Linked DNA regions of Danio rerio: region 2 is linked to region 1. Evidence: chromatin contacts called from public Hi-C data. All regions are on one chromosome and are shown on one strand. Each heading gives the region's core, a stretch centred on a gene start, on an enhancer-like site or on the middle of the called end of the contact. The rest is flanking DNA. Distances are from core to core; before and after follow the strand shown. Region 1 holds the start of itga8 (integrin, alpha 8). Region 2 overlaps itga8 (integrin, alpha 8).

The links. Hi-C and Micro-C count contacts between places; a contact is called where the count stands out from the background.
Region 2: a contact with region 1 is called in a Hi-C map of an unstated tissue, with 2.3 times the contacts expected there. The contact joins the enhancer-like site here to the promoter of itga8 in region 1. A contact is called at or near these places in 3 of 18 Hi-C or Micro-C datasets (caudal fin, hematopoietic stem cells and an unstated tissue) and 1 of 4 datasets of contacts at active chromatin or transcription factors (embryo).

Annotation. Positions count from the first base shown.
Region 1 is chr16:31,506,214-31,513,338 of GRCz12tu, forward strand. itga8 (integrin, alpha 8) reads left to right here and starts at 4,645. Exons shown (of 30, transcript XM_021466921.2): 1 at 4,645-4,972; 2 at 5,326-5,459. The coding sequence starts at 4,764.
Region 2 is chr16:31,618,491-31,625,615 of GRCz12tu, forward strand. itga8 (integrin, alpha 8) reads left to right here. Exons shown (of 30, transcript XM_021466921.2): 23 at 66-146; 24 at 549-654; 25 at 1,795-1,953; 26 at 6,419-6,532. Among named protein-coding and RNA genes, the nearest start is that of fam171a1, 27 kb to the right of the region's middle. Within about 2 kb of position 4,716, at least 3 of the 62 cell types and tissues checked have an H3K27ac peak or open chromatin away from gene starts, as enhancers often do.

The DNA.
Region 1 (7,125 bases), core at 3,395-5,894:
ATTTCATATATTTTATCTTGTATTTTATGTACTATTAGGCTTATTTTGTTGTATGTTTTCTGTACAGCCCTTTGGCTCACTTCTGTGTTTTAAAGTCTTATGTAAATTAAGTTTGACTTAATTTAAGTTTGAATTAATTTACACAATTAGGTAATTTGTTGAAATAATTGCAGTATACCTTAATTTAACTTTTTTTTTATTTCATAAGATTTCAAAAAATTGTTTTAGCTGCTTAAAAGTACTTATATAAAATTACCTAAATCGACACAATTCTTTTTTTAACAACTTAAATGTTTTATGTTGTAGCCACTTAAGTTTGTAAAATCAATTCTGCTTATTTAATCAATTTGTGTTGGGACAATATGAAGGAATTGTGTGGAACCCAGCATTTATTACAGTGTATACTCAAATAACTTTTGCAGCTTGTTTAAACTACTTATTTAAAATGAGTTGAAACAACACAATTTTTAAGTTTTTTGGGGGGACAACCTAATTATTTTATCTGCAAACTACTTAAATTTATAAGAGATAAAACTAACTTAATTGATTTGTGTTGGAACAACATGAAGGAATTGTGTGGAACCCTGCATTTTTTATCGTGTAATTTGCTACGCTAACAGTGTTGTGTTGTATTTTGTTTATGAAACCAAGTTAGATGATTCACAATGCTGTTTTAAAATATGATGTTAAATTATTTATATTTAAATATATTTGTTTATGCATTACTATTAATAGATTGTAAAAATATATAGCTAATTTCTTTTCAGGCACACAGACTTAAATGAGACCAAAGAAACTGCAAAAACAACAACAATACAAAAGGAAAAAAATCTTTAAATATTTTTGTTTATTTTAATGTTATAAAGTGAAGTTTCACAAACTAATTACGAGAGATGAACGTAATATGATTGATCGCAGCTGGTCTCTCATCTATAATCATTAGTAAGCCAATCCCATTAAGCCAAACACACTATAAGTAGCCTGTCTAAAACTACACCCTTATCTTCGTTTTCCGAAGAACCCATTAGTTTTTTGTAAACCATGAAACATTTTTTTATCTGATCATATGGGTTTCCCGTAGTCTAATGTTTGAATACATAGGCTACATGTTGGTATGCCATATCCTTTACAAATAAACAAGGTGCTAATGTCTGTATATGCCTGCAGCATTCATCTTCCATTCATCCGTCAATCCATTATTATTCATGACATCAAACAGGGGATAACTGTTAACACTTGGTTTTCCTGATTCTCTGACACCAACCTGTTAAACTTTATTTTTAAATAGAAATTAGTAACCATATTTGGCAAATTATGCTTCATCAACTGGTCACATGGATGCTAACTGGCTGATAACACCACAATCCAAGTTTATCATTGTTTCACATATGTTTTAATGATTCTCCGTATAAATAGAAAATGTTCGTCTGTATTGCAAGAGTTAAGTGTTTTTGAACCATACAATAAAGTTCTTCATCTGGTGGTATTTGTAGTTGCTATGATAATACAACAACTATAACATAAATTACCCAATACTGTATTAAATTATACTACAACACCATTTACTGTAATTAAGTATACTGAAGCAAACTGTATTGCAGCATCTGTAGTTGATGTAGTTGATCCGTTAATCTTATAGTGTGCTGTAGAATTAATTAACAAATTTGTACAATAATAAATGCAGTATGATACTCTTCATGTTTCAATAACAGCCTATATGCCTATTTACTATAAATTACTCATATTTTTCTTGTGGACACGTAAAGCTTATTGTAAGTACACTTGGTTAATTAATAAAGTGTCAGAAACTTGTATAACATGAGGCTATCATTTCGTTTTATTATCATAAGAACCTAAAAGCAATCATTTTATCCATATGCATGCACTATAACCATTTCAAACCTGTTTTTGAGTGGCTTTCTGAAAACTGTGAAATTGTTGCACAGACTGTTTGTTGATCACAGGATGGGCGGTGAAGGGAATGACTTCATTTAGACAAGATTAAAACTCTTTGACAGCCAGATGGAGCGCATAAGCAGCCCGAGTCTTGCGATCACATGTGAACAGGGTGCCTAAATTTAGGTTTTCTCCAATGAAACTGGTTGAGAAAGACGTGCGATTGCAGGTTCTCATCAAAACACCCATCTCGAACCGTTTATTTTCCAAAGCTTATACTTATCGCGAGCGCTTCATTCCAAAGTTTAACTTTGGACGTTTGACGAGTATAATTACCGTTCATTATTTGCAGCCGGTGTTAAAATTGCGCAATTAAAAGCATCCGCTGAAAGGTCGACACAAATTGAGACAGCTTCATTTGAATTTACGACCGTGTTATTACTGATGATTAAGGTGTATTTTCTTCTCCATATTAATCCAAAGTCAGTTTTGAACAAAAACTAGGGGACATTAGTTGCTTTGTTAACAAACAGATTTAAGTAATCTAACATTTAGACTTATAGAATTATTAAATGGATAATCACCCAAATCTGAAAAGTCTGTCATGATTTACTGACCCTTCACTGGCATTGAGTTTCTTTTAAATACATAAGATAATATTTTACATAAAAGTTAAATCTGTGACTTCCATAGTGTTTTTTGATTTTTTTCTACAATGATTGTCAGTGGTTACCTTTTCAGTTTTATTGAAAATATATTTCTACAACAACAGCAACTCAAAGGTTTGCAACCACTTAAGGGTGAGTAAATTTATATTATGTACATTTAAACCCCAACATGTAGGCTATTAATAATAATATAGCATAATTATGATGACATTAGCTGAAAATAAGAAGATAGATAGATAGATAGATAGATAGATAGATAGATAGATAGATAGATAGATAGATAGATAGATAGATAGATAGATAGATAGATAGATAGATTGATTGATTGATTGATTGATTGATTGATTGATTTTTGGGGGACAACTTAAATGTTTTAAGTTCAGTTCACTTAATTTTGTAAAAGATTAACCTAACTTAATTGATTTGTGTTGGGATAACATGAAGGAATTTTGTAATACTCAATAATTTTTATAATAAATTTTGTTACTAGCTAAAAAAGTACTGGATTCCAGAGTATTACTTCATGTTGTCCCAACACAAATCAATTAAGTTAACTTACAATTTTTCTCAGTCACTTTGGTGAGTTTCTCAAAACACTAGTGTATTTCTGCCCAACAGTTAATGCATTTCTCAAAACAACTAGTACAAACTGCAAAACCTAGATGATGTGTGTCACTTGCTCAAAATGGATAGTTCATTCCTTAAAAGCAAGTAATCAAAGTATCAGTGTCATCAAGATGAAAAGTCCTGACACCATTGTTTATGAACAAGATAGTCAAATGGATTAGTCATGTTTTCATTATGACAGTTTACTCTGTACATTTTTTCAATACAAAAAAAAGTCAGATTTTGGTGACGCTTCCTGAAAATGCTCTAGACAGCACTTTATACTATTTGCACAGCCATTTGAAAACTACAGTAAAGTTACACATCACTGCATTTAGTGAGGTATCTGAGTACAAGACACTGAAGATGTATGTTTCACATTTTTACTGCTTTATGCTCGCTGCAATTCTAATTTATTCACAGCATTGTGCAAAAGAATAAATAAAGCCTTATTTACAACAAACATAAACTTCCTTTGGGCAGAGCTGTGCACAACTGTAAAAAATATTGCAGAACATATTGGTACTGAACCTACAATATACACAGGTCTGTAAATCATTCATGAAATTGTTCAATTTAGAAGAAATTTTCAGGAAAATAAAGATTTGACAACTAGTTCAACATTGTTGTATGTAATGACTCAAGTAATGAAATGAGGACTATTAGTTTTATATGGAATGAGCATTAAGCATTTACAAGTTTAGTTAATTTTGACTGACATGACAAGCAAATGATAATGTTTTAAATAGCAGAGAGTTGTATGAAAGCAATTGATGCATGTCCAAAAGCATGTGCAATGGATACTGCTACTAGGATGTGCACAAATGACTAATTGTTTTGGGAAATGCATTAACTGTTGTGCAAATGTAAATAGTGTGAGAAATGCACCAGAGCCACTCAGAAAAACTGTAATTGTTTGTTTGTTTGTTTGTTTGTTTGTTTTTGTTTTGTTTGTTTGTTTGTTTGTTTGTTTGTTACAAATTCAGGTGAATTGAACATAAAACAATTAAGTTGTCAAAAAAAAACTCAAGAATTGTTTTGGCTCATTTTAAATAAGTAGTTTAAACAAGCAGCAAAAATAATTCTTTGAGTGTATACACAAACATATAGTAACAAAGTCTGTTTTTTGTTAGTGTATAGTAAGAAAGATAATGTAACAATGTTGTGTTGGATTATGGGTGTTTATGAAACCAACCATGATTCATATAGAAACTAATATTTAATATTAGGAAAAATAATAGGTTTAATAATTATTAAAAATATTTCAAATAAATAATGTCACTTCTAATTGTATTTAGTCTCATTTTAGTATTAGCCTAAATATATCTTCATCTCCTATTTGTCTAATTTTGTGAGTATATGTATATTATGGGTGTGTTTCCATAAAAGGAGTTGGCCGGATGCTGTGTGATGTGGTGCAGGAGTCCGGTCTCGTGCGCAGCTCATTATAATGTTTAGTACGCAGGGTTCGCGCAGAGAAAGGCGCGCAGCTTGCAAGAGGGCAGCAGCAGACGCGTGGAGCGCGCACTCAACATATGACAGCTCAACACGGACATACCGTACACTCTCTCTGCACATCTTTAAGCAGCATATATGGATTACACTCGGACACACAGGGCTGAAGCCATGCACTCTTGTTTGTCCCGCATGCGTTTTCGATGCTTTTTCCTCATGTTGTCATTTTTTTGCGAAGCTGCAGCTTTTAACCTGGATTTAGAAAAGCCCACGGTTTACAATGGACCTGAGGGAAGTTATTTTGGATACTCACTGGACTTTTACCACCCAACACAGGATAGAAACGTGTAAGTGGCAATTTCAGTGAATTATTTAGCTGTTTTGTTTGATAAAAAGTTTTCAAAGAGAAGTATCTTCCAGTAGCCCAAGTGTAGAAATAACCATAACTCAGTCTTGGTTTGGTTTATGCCAAACAATATTTAAGAGTATTCTTCGCAGCTTTTTTATGCAAAAACACTTTCAGCACCACCAATATGGACCAACACAATTCTGAAGTTGATTTTTGAGGGAATTTAATTAGAATGCTGACATAAAATAGATAAACATAAATTTTAAGAACAGTTGAGATATTTTCTCACTTGTAAATGCTTTGATCCAGTAGGATGCCGTTGTGTGTAGATTTATGCCTTTCTCTCTCCAGCATGTCGGTGTTGGTTGGGGCTCCTAAAGCGAACACCTCTCAGCCGGGGATTGTGGAGGGAGGAGCGGTGTACTACTGCCCCTGGCCGGCATCAGACCCAGACTCCTGCCGCCAGATCCCCTTTGATAAAGCAAGTAGGTACCCTCATGATTTATTACCCATGGTTCATGCAAAAGGTCCAGGTCCCACTGACGCAATTAGCCCCCTTCATTGAGAACGAGTACTTTTTATCGTTGTAATTACTAAATTAATTTAATTCCAGTTTTTCAATTAAATCTTATTCGCAAACAGACATCAGGCTATATATAGGCTACTTTTTATTTCTGAAATCTGCTTACACAGATATTTCCTTTCCCATGCTTCATCTTCAGACTCGGCTGCATAAATTCCTCTTCCTCCAATAAAAAGATCAAAAACCACATCCAAGAAAGAGTTAATTTCGCCGCATATGGTTTGGTTTAAAATTTCAGGAGCGGAGTAATTACCAGAGAAAGGCGCGTAACTTTACCTCAGCGCGTAATCTGCCGTAATTTAGACGTCCATTACGCGCGTCTATTAGTAAGGTCACCAGAACATTTTATCTTTGCATTTTTAATTTCTTTCTTCTGTAATTGGTCATGTCTTATTTTATGATGGGAAAATGTGAAGAATAGATCATGTCAATAGAAATTGTGCAACAGAGCCGAACTCGAAGTGAACACTTTTGATTCATTGATTCAGATCTATTATGTCATTTGGGGAGAAGTTTTCGTGAGTTTTTGGTATATTATTAGACTATTTCGAGAAGACATGGTCTGCCTGAAAATGCAGTGGGTTTGGATTCAGGAAAGCGGCATGGACTGCAGACAGACTCAGAGTTGGATGCTGGGGAATGTGAGCGCTGATGTTTCGTCAGAGTCGCGTGGTTATATTCAGTGCACTCTCTAGAGGGAGCTTTGATCGCAGAATTTATGTGCTGTTTGTGAATCTAACTTGGGCTCTTATCAGAATGGGCTGTGACCTTCTTTTAGAGTTAAAAACACACCATTAGACATTAAATTGTTAAAAATAAACTCTGAATTAAGGATTTGACAGAATAGTGAGATATAGGCCAAGAAATTACAAGAGATCTTAAACTTAAAATTGTGAGGGATAAACAGTTTTGAGATTCACAATTAATTCTGAATCTATATGTCAAATGTTGGAAAAATTATACTAAAATGATACAAAAAATTGAAGTAAAAATTGTGATATACACTGCTGTTAAGAAAAACGGGGTCAGTTTTATTTATTAATTTTTTTTCATGTTTTATTATATATTTTTTATTATTTCATTCATCAAAGCAGCGTTTATTAAATGTAAAATGGTAAAATGTCAACTTGTTAATTATTTATTACAATTAAAAAAACTTATTGTATGTAGTTTCTTATTGTATGTAATTTCAAATAAAATTATTCCAGTCATTTTTGCTTTTATTACTATTACAATTAATAATAATAAACATAACATAAATATTAATATTAACAATAATAAAAAATTAAAGTAATTTCTGAAGGATCATGTAAATGAAGACTGGAGTAATGAAGATGTAAATTCATCTTTAAAATCACTGGAATAAATTATTAAACTAAATGATCAACTACTTTTGAACAGTTATTTTATGGTGCAAGAACATTTAACAATTTTACAATTTGTACTGTATTTTTGATGAAATAAATGCAGCCTTGATAAGCAGGATCAGCTTATTTACTGACCTCAAATATTTGACCGGTAACCAAGAGTTGCAAGAAAAAAAATCACAATTGTGAAACATAACTGTG
Region 2 (7,125 bases), core at 3,466-5,965, 110 kb after region 1:
ATAAACTGGCTCTAATATGAGTAAAGACTGTTATTGCAATTACATTTTTTTTCTCTCTCTGACAGCTCTAACAAGGACAACTCAAGAAGTGTCCCAGTGAATTTGACTCTAAGCATTGTGGCAAGAGCAGAGGTGGAGATAAGAGGGTGAGTATTTCTCTTTATCTGGCTCTTTCTGTCTCACTGAGGAGAAATGAGTTGCCCCAGTCCAATTTCAAAGAAAAATAACCAATATTTCCCTATTAGACTGCTCAGAGAGTTCAAAATGGAGTTTAAATAAATAAAATTATAAAAAAAATTAAAAATATCTGTTTTTGTGGGGTAGTCTGTGAAGAATTAACTAATAAACAGTGTATTCCTATATAATCCCCAGTTTATATACTATATATTTCTATATAAAGTATAGAAATCTGCCACATTGATAATTCAAAAGGGATTTTGAATGATGTTTATTGACTTATACAGTATGTATAAGAATGTATATGCTAAACAGTTGCATCTTACAGTTCTTGCTTGTATTGAAAACTCTCTCTCTCTCTTTTTCCTCAGTGTGTCTCATCCCGCTCAGGTTGTTTTGCCTTTCCCTCGATGGGAGCCCAAAGAGAAACCTGTGAGAGAGGATGAAGTCGGTCCTCAGGTTCAGCACATATATGAGGTGTGAAATAAACAGACACAAAAACTAAATATATATACAATATAATGAAAAATATGAGAGCAATTATACAAATACTAAAACTAACGTGTTTTGTTAAATGGTTAGTAAACTGCAATGCAAACTGTAAAAAAGACCTGGTTCAATAGTAAACACCTTTAATAAAAGTCACGCATACAGAAGTGGACATACAGAAATGGCACAAGATGACTCAGCATATTTTTTTAACAACAACCCACTTTTCTGTCCTAACAAAAAAAGTCAAACGCTTTTCTATTATTAGCAATTTGCTACGCTAACAGCAATAAACTTTCCCCTATGGAGTATAATGCGTTAAGCTAGCAAAAGCCAACTTCTGGAAAGCTATTTATTTGTTGTTTGTTTTTCTGGAGACTCCTGACCTCTTTTTGCTGCACAAGGGCCTCACTAAATGCCATCTGTCCTGCGGCTATTAATTTTTTAATTGGCTGTAATGTTGGCCAGACGCTGTACAGATGGTTTGAGTTACAAGCAGCTTCAGTTATGCCATGTTCTGTCCAAGCGCTAATGCTAGCCTAGGGTGTTTAATGATTTCATATTAAATGTATTTGGCAAAATGTACCAGTTTTTTATAGTAGGCTATAGTACTTTATTTTACAGTGAAATTGCAAAAATATACACTGTATTTTATTACACTGTCTGCATTATAGCAATATTAAGAAATTAACCCTGACCCAGTCATCTAAACTTAATCTTAACCATGTAATTTCCTCAAATTATTGTACTAAAGTACATTGTAAGTTTGCAGTGCTTTTAAATTTAATTTGTTGAGTTGTATATTGTGCTTATTTACAAAACAGAGTATACCTTTTTTATTTTCACCCATTTATAGGGTTTTATCTGTAATCTTAAATTAGTTTTCATCAGTTTTCATAACAGTGCATTTCTGTTAAGCCCTAATGATTATAATCATTATAATTATTATAATGTTAATTCCTTAAAATATTAATATATGAAAATATTCAGTTTCCTCTGAAAATATTCAATATACATCAGTTTATTAGTAAAATTTCAAATTTTTTTACAGAAGTAATAAAAATAGATGCTAATTTATGCTGGTTTTATCACTATAATTTATTTATGTGTCTCTCTTCTTGTTCCCAGTTACATAACAAAGGTCCGAGTTCAATAAGCAGGACAGTGCTGGAGGTGGGCTGGCCCAGTCGCTACCGTGAAGAGCACCTTCTCTATGCACTTCAGGTCATTACTGACGGACCGGTTCACTGCAGCACCAACAGCTCCCTCAACCCACTGGAGTTGGAGGTAAACTCTCTGTCCTGTGCTGCACGTTTACAGAAATGAGCCTGCATCCAGAATTAATACTGCATCAATGAAAGTGACCACCGGACTACACCTTTTCTCATCCCATTTACACTTCTCACTTGTGTTCTTCACTGTCACAAAGCTCTAAACATTATAGCAACATGCTAATTCATGCTAAAAACATGTTCATACTAGCAACATGTTAATAATTGTTAGGGAAAGGAGCAAGGGCTCGAATGCAGGAAAAAATATGGTTTTATTAACTATGAAATAAAACAAAAATGCAAAAAAAAAACACCCAGAGACGGGAAAACAATAACAAAAGGCAAAAACTTGACTGGGCTTACTAGGCAGGGCACCACAGTCACTGGCGCCGGAACATAGGGAAAGCATTGACAACGAACTGGCACCGGACACCAGACAAGAGGGAGCTATAAGCAGAAAGAATTAACAAACAGGTGAATTGAAAGAACTAATTGGATAAGGAGGGTGTGACTAGACAATAGACAGAAGAGCACATGACACAGAGATAGCACAAGCCATGTGCTCATGTAAAATGGGACTAAAATACGCAGCCAGTGAGAGAACTCATTAACCGCGTGTTCACATGAAGCAATACTAAATCACATGGCCACAATGTAAACACAGAGCCACATACTTTGACAACATGAAATGAAACTTACACATGCGACATGCATGTTCCGATCCCAGCGCCAACAGAAACCAAAACCAACTAGACTGATGCTCCGAGTACAAAAACATCATGCCGCGAGCAAAACAACAAACACACCAGGACGAGAGCGCACGTCCTGAGCATGCCTGGACCTCACGCGGCCTGAGTCCAGCCAAGATGGCTCTCATACAAAGACGAAGACAGACATTGACAGGAAATATGAGTTCTCGAAGTGAGAAAACTCAAGTCGAGCACAACATACTAGACAAGACAGGGCTAGTGTCCGGATTCTGCCACCAAAACAAGCATTAACAAGATCGAAGTGACACAATCCTGACGCTAATTGCTAATTACATGCTAATTTGTGGTAAAGTCATGTTAGCAACATGCTAATTTATAGCACCACAATTCATGATAAAAACAATGAAGATAATAAGTTCTCCTACACACTTTTATAGTAAATAATAAAACTTACTGGGCTAAGTCATTAACATTTTGTAGATATAAAGTTTATTGATTACAATACTCATCAACTGTTCTCATAAAATCAAGGTTTAAACCTCTTTAAACCAATTTTTTTTATATATATGCTAATTCAAATATTTGCTACCAACATGCTAATTCTGGTATCCAACATATGCTACTTGATTTGCAGACAACAAACTAATTTGTGCAAACAATACACTAATTTGTGTAAAGCATATACTAATTACATGCTAATTTATGTGAAAACATTGATGATTTAACAATTGATGTTAGTCTTTCTCCATCAGTATTTCTCACTCTTGTGTCCTCTGCTGTTATCAATCTCAAGTTTCTGTGCTTTTACTAATGAGTTTCAAATAAATGTAAAATGGGGGCTGCTAAGCTCGGCTAGTTTTTGATCAGAGTGTTGGACTAATGCTGACCCCTCTGCTCTCTCGACTGGTCTTTATTATCGCTCTTCAGATTTCACATGCAGTCATTATGAAGCATCACGGCGTCCTCATGAAGTCTCTTCTCCTTGTAACTGATCTGCGTTCATGCTGAGTTCAGAATTTTAACCACCTGGACTGATATTAGAGCTTTTCTTGTGAACTTTACAGGAGGGAGATTTTGGCCCAGAACCGCAGTGTCTGGCGTTTTGACTACTTTACATAGCGACAACTCCAGTTCACAATATTAGTGACTAACTTCTTTATTATATTTTTATCCATTTTAACTTAAGGTTAAATATTAATAAATATTATGATGTTATATATTTTTTTCTAATGGCAGTTTAATTTTATAATATATTATGTGATTTCCTGACACAATGTAGTTTATTACTATTATTAATAATAATAAAAATAATTAAGTTTCCCCCAACGTCCAAAGACGATTCCAAAAGTTTTAGGTATAAGAAAAAAGCAAGTTTAGGCTGAAAATGACAGACTAAGGGTGAATCCCAATTCTATTTTTTACCCCTACCCCTTCCTCTTGGCCCTTAAAACAGAGTGTGAAGGAGAAGGGCTTCAAATTTTACCCCTAAGAAATGAGACTATAACACCTGCACATCTCATCATATGTTATCGCAATTTCTTTTTTCATTTGAGATCAGATGATCACGACTGCTGTAGTGATTCCAGATTTTTTATTTTTTTGGTATTTATCTTCAGAAAATCACTAAAGGCATATATAATAATATAATGTGGCAATAAGTTTGTAACTGTACTCTGCATTTACACAGTGGCCATAGTCATCTAAAGCAGAGATGCCCAATCTAGGGCCCGTGTGTCATGTAAGAAACCGGGAGAATCCAACTGCGAATGAAAGACAGTTTAATGAAGTGCAACAGTAAATATAGTTTTAAAGTGCTCAAAGGGATAGAGACTTGTAGAATGTCCAGGACGGAGAGCTACCACAGGTCTAATAGATACACGTCATCCAACGGTCAAGACTAGAGAGAATACCTGGACATGACACAGAAAGGAACATAAAAACAACAACGGACTGATTACCAACAGTGAAACACAGACTGTTATATTGCCCACAAAACAGGCATCAGCTGGGACTCTCTGATTAGGTCAGCTGATCAGAATGCAGGCTACCATGAAAAGGTCAACAGACACACCCACCCACACAGGCACACTACAACACATACGTCATAACACATAACATACAGGAAGAATACACAGACCCATAAACCGTGACAACGTGGGCCTAAGTTAGCCCATGGAAACCTTTGGTTTGCCATTTCAAATTTAATACTTTCAAACTTTTATCTGTTTGTTTTATTGTTAAAGCTACAAATATGCTAACTGAATAGAAATGTTTTAATTTGAAATGCTGTAATTTAGTTTAAAATGTACATACTGTCACCTGACAGATAGAGGACAATGCACAGGACTTTGGTGAGCAAATCAAAAACAGATTCTGCTTGACCAGTGTATTCAGAATTGAACTTCGCTGTATACTTTAAAAAGCTACTGCATTTGTTAATACAATTCAAAGTGACTAATAATTTGTTAATATTATAAAATAAATTGGGAAATTACCCATGGCAACTTTAATGTAAAATATTTTGATATATTTATCTTCAGCCCACGACTGTCTGTAATATTTGTTTTTTTGACCTTCCTGTGAAAAAGTTTGGGCACCCCTAATCTAAACACACAAAAACAACATTAACATTAACGTAATACCAGACACTGTAAAAAATTCATTCCCAACCACTTGACTCTTCTGACAGGGTATTCGAGTGTCATCGAGTGACTGATGTAAAATTTGCTGTGGGACTATAGAGTAGAGGATTATAGAGTTATGGATTATAGATAGCAAAATTAAGCTTTTATTAAAATATTTTTTTAAAAGCATGACTGTAAAACATGAACACCGTTATGAATTTAATAAAACATATGCTTGTTTGTTGTAAAAATGAGCAAAAATGACAACAAATACTAATTTGTGCATCTCCTGACTTTCATGTGCAGCCACACTGCATTGTAGATAATGTAATTTGTGAAATTTTTGTACCCCTTGGTTTCTAGTTTAGTCCTGAGAAATCTCAGTTTCAAGGACTATTTAGCCCTTCTCCTTCTACGCCTTCATGCTAAAGAGAATTGGGACACCCCTACTTCTTTATGTGAATGCCCAATATGAGGGGTAGGGGAAGGGCTAAGGGACAGAATTGTGATTGGGCCTAAAACTGAACTAAAAACTGCATTTAATTTGAGCTAATATTTTAAAGTAATTTATTTAAGCTAAATATAGTTGTTATAAGTAAACACATGATAAGATGACAAATGTGTAACTTAAATTTTAAATGCAAAATAACAATTAAGAAAAAAATATTTTTAAAAAACAAAATACTTATAAATAGTTCATTACTAAATAGGGCAGCATGTTGGCGCAGTGGGTAGCACAATCGCCTCGCAGCAAGAAGGTTGCTGGTTCGAGCCCTGGCTAGGTCAGTTGGCATTCCTGTGTGGAGTTTGCATGTTCTTCCTGTGTTCGCGTGGGTTTCCTCCGGGTGCTCTGGTTTCCCCCACAGTCCAAAGAATTGGGTACAGGTGTGTGAAGGAGTGTTTCCCAGTGCTGGGTTGTGTATAAAACATATGCTGGAGAAGTTGGCGGTTCATTCCGCTTTGGTGACCCCAGATTAATAAAGGGACTAAGCCAAAAAGAAAATGAATGAATGAATGAATGAATGAATGAATGAATGAATTAGCATTACTAAATAATACTAAAATATTACAGATTTTATTATTTTCTACACACACTGTTTTTGTATGATATTAATTGCATCTCTGTATTTCTTCTGCATGCTTGTAGACCTCGACTCTTCAGGACACTCCAGAGTTACTGGGCTTCCTGAGGAACAGCAGCGGAGTGACCCGCCGAAGACGATCTGTTTCTATAGGCCAAAGCTACAACAGCAAAACACTGGTACAAACACAAACAACCCATCTGAACACACAAAACCATCTCCTACATGTGACAGATTGACTCATATGTTGAACTTGACTTGTATTGGGGACCTGTGTTGACCTCAGAGGGCGAGTTCACCTGTAAATCTCCTAACAGCTCATCCATATTATGCTTATTGTCTCTTTAGGGGATTTGTGTGTGCTCATGGGACAGATGGTTTTCATAATCATAGTCCATCTCGCCACAGGTTATAAGATAAGTTGGAGCACAGGTCAAGTCAAAACTGATGGCATTCATATTACATGCACATCAGCACTCAAAAATGAAAATGTAAATACTTTAAATCGCTCACAATCAAGTGTGAGGCTTTAACACACAGCATATCTGGTACAATGAGGTCAAGATGCTTATACTGTATATGAATTTTAGATTTTTTAACTTGCCCTCCAATTTTTGGGAAGTGTAATATTGTGCAAATATATTTTATTAACAGATAACAGATTTTCTCTTATTTAATGTGATCTTTATATTTTAATTAGTAGTAGTAGTAATGGTAGTAGTAGTTGCAGTAGTAGTAGAATTCAATAGGATTCAGTATTCCCACATTTAGG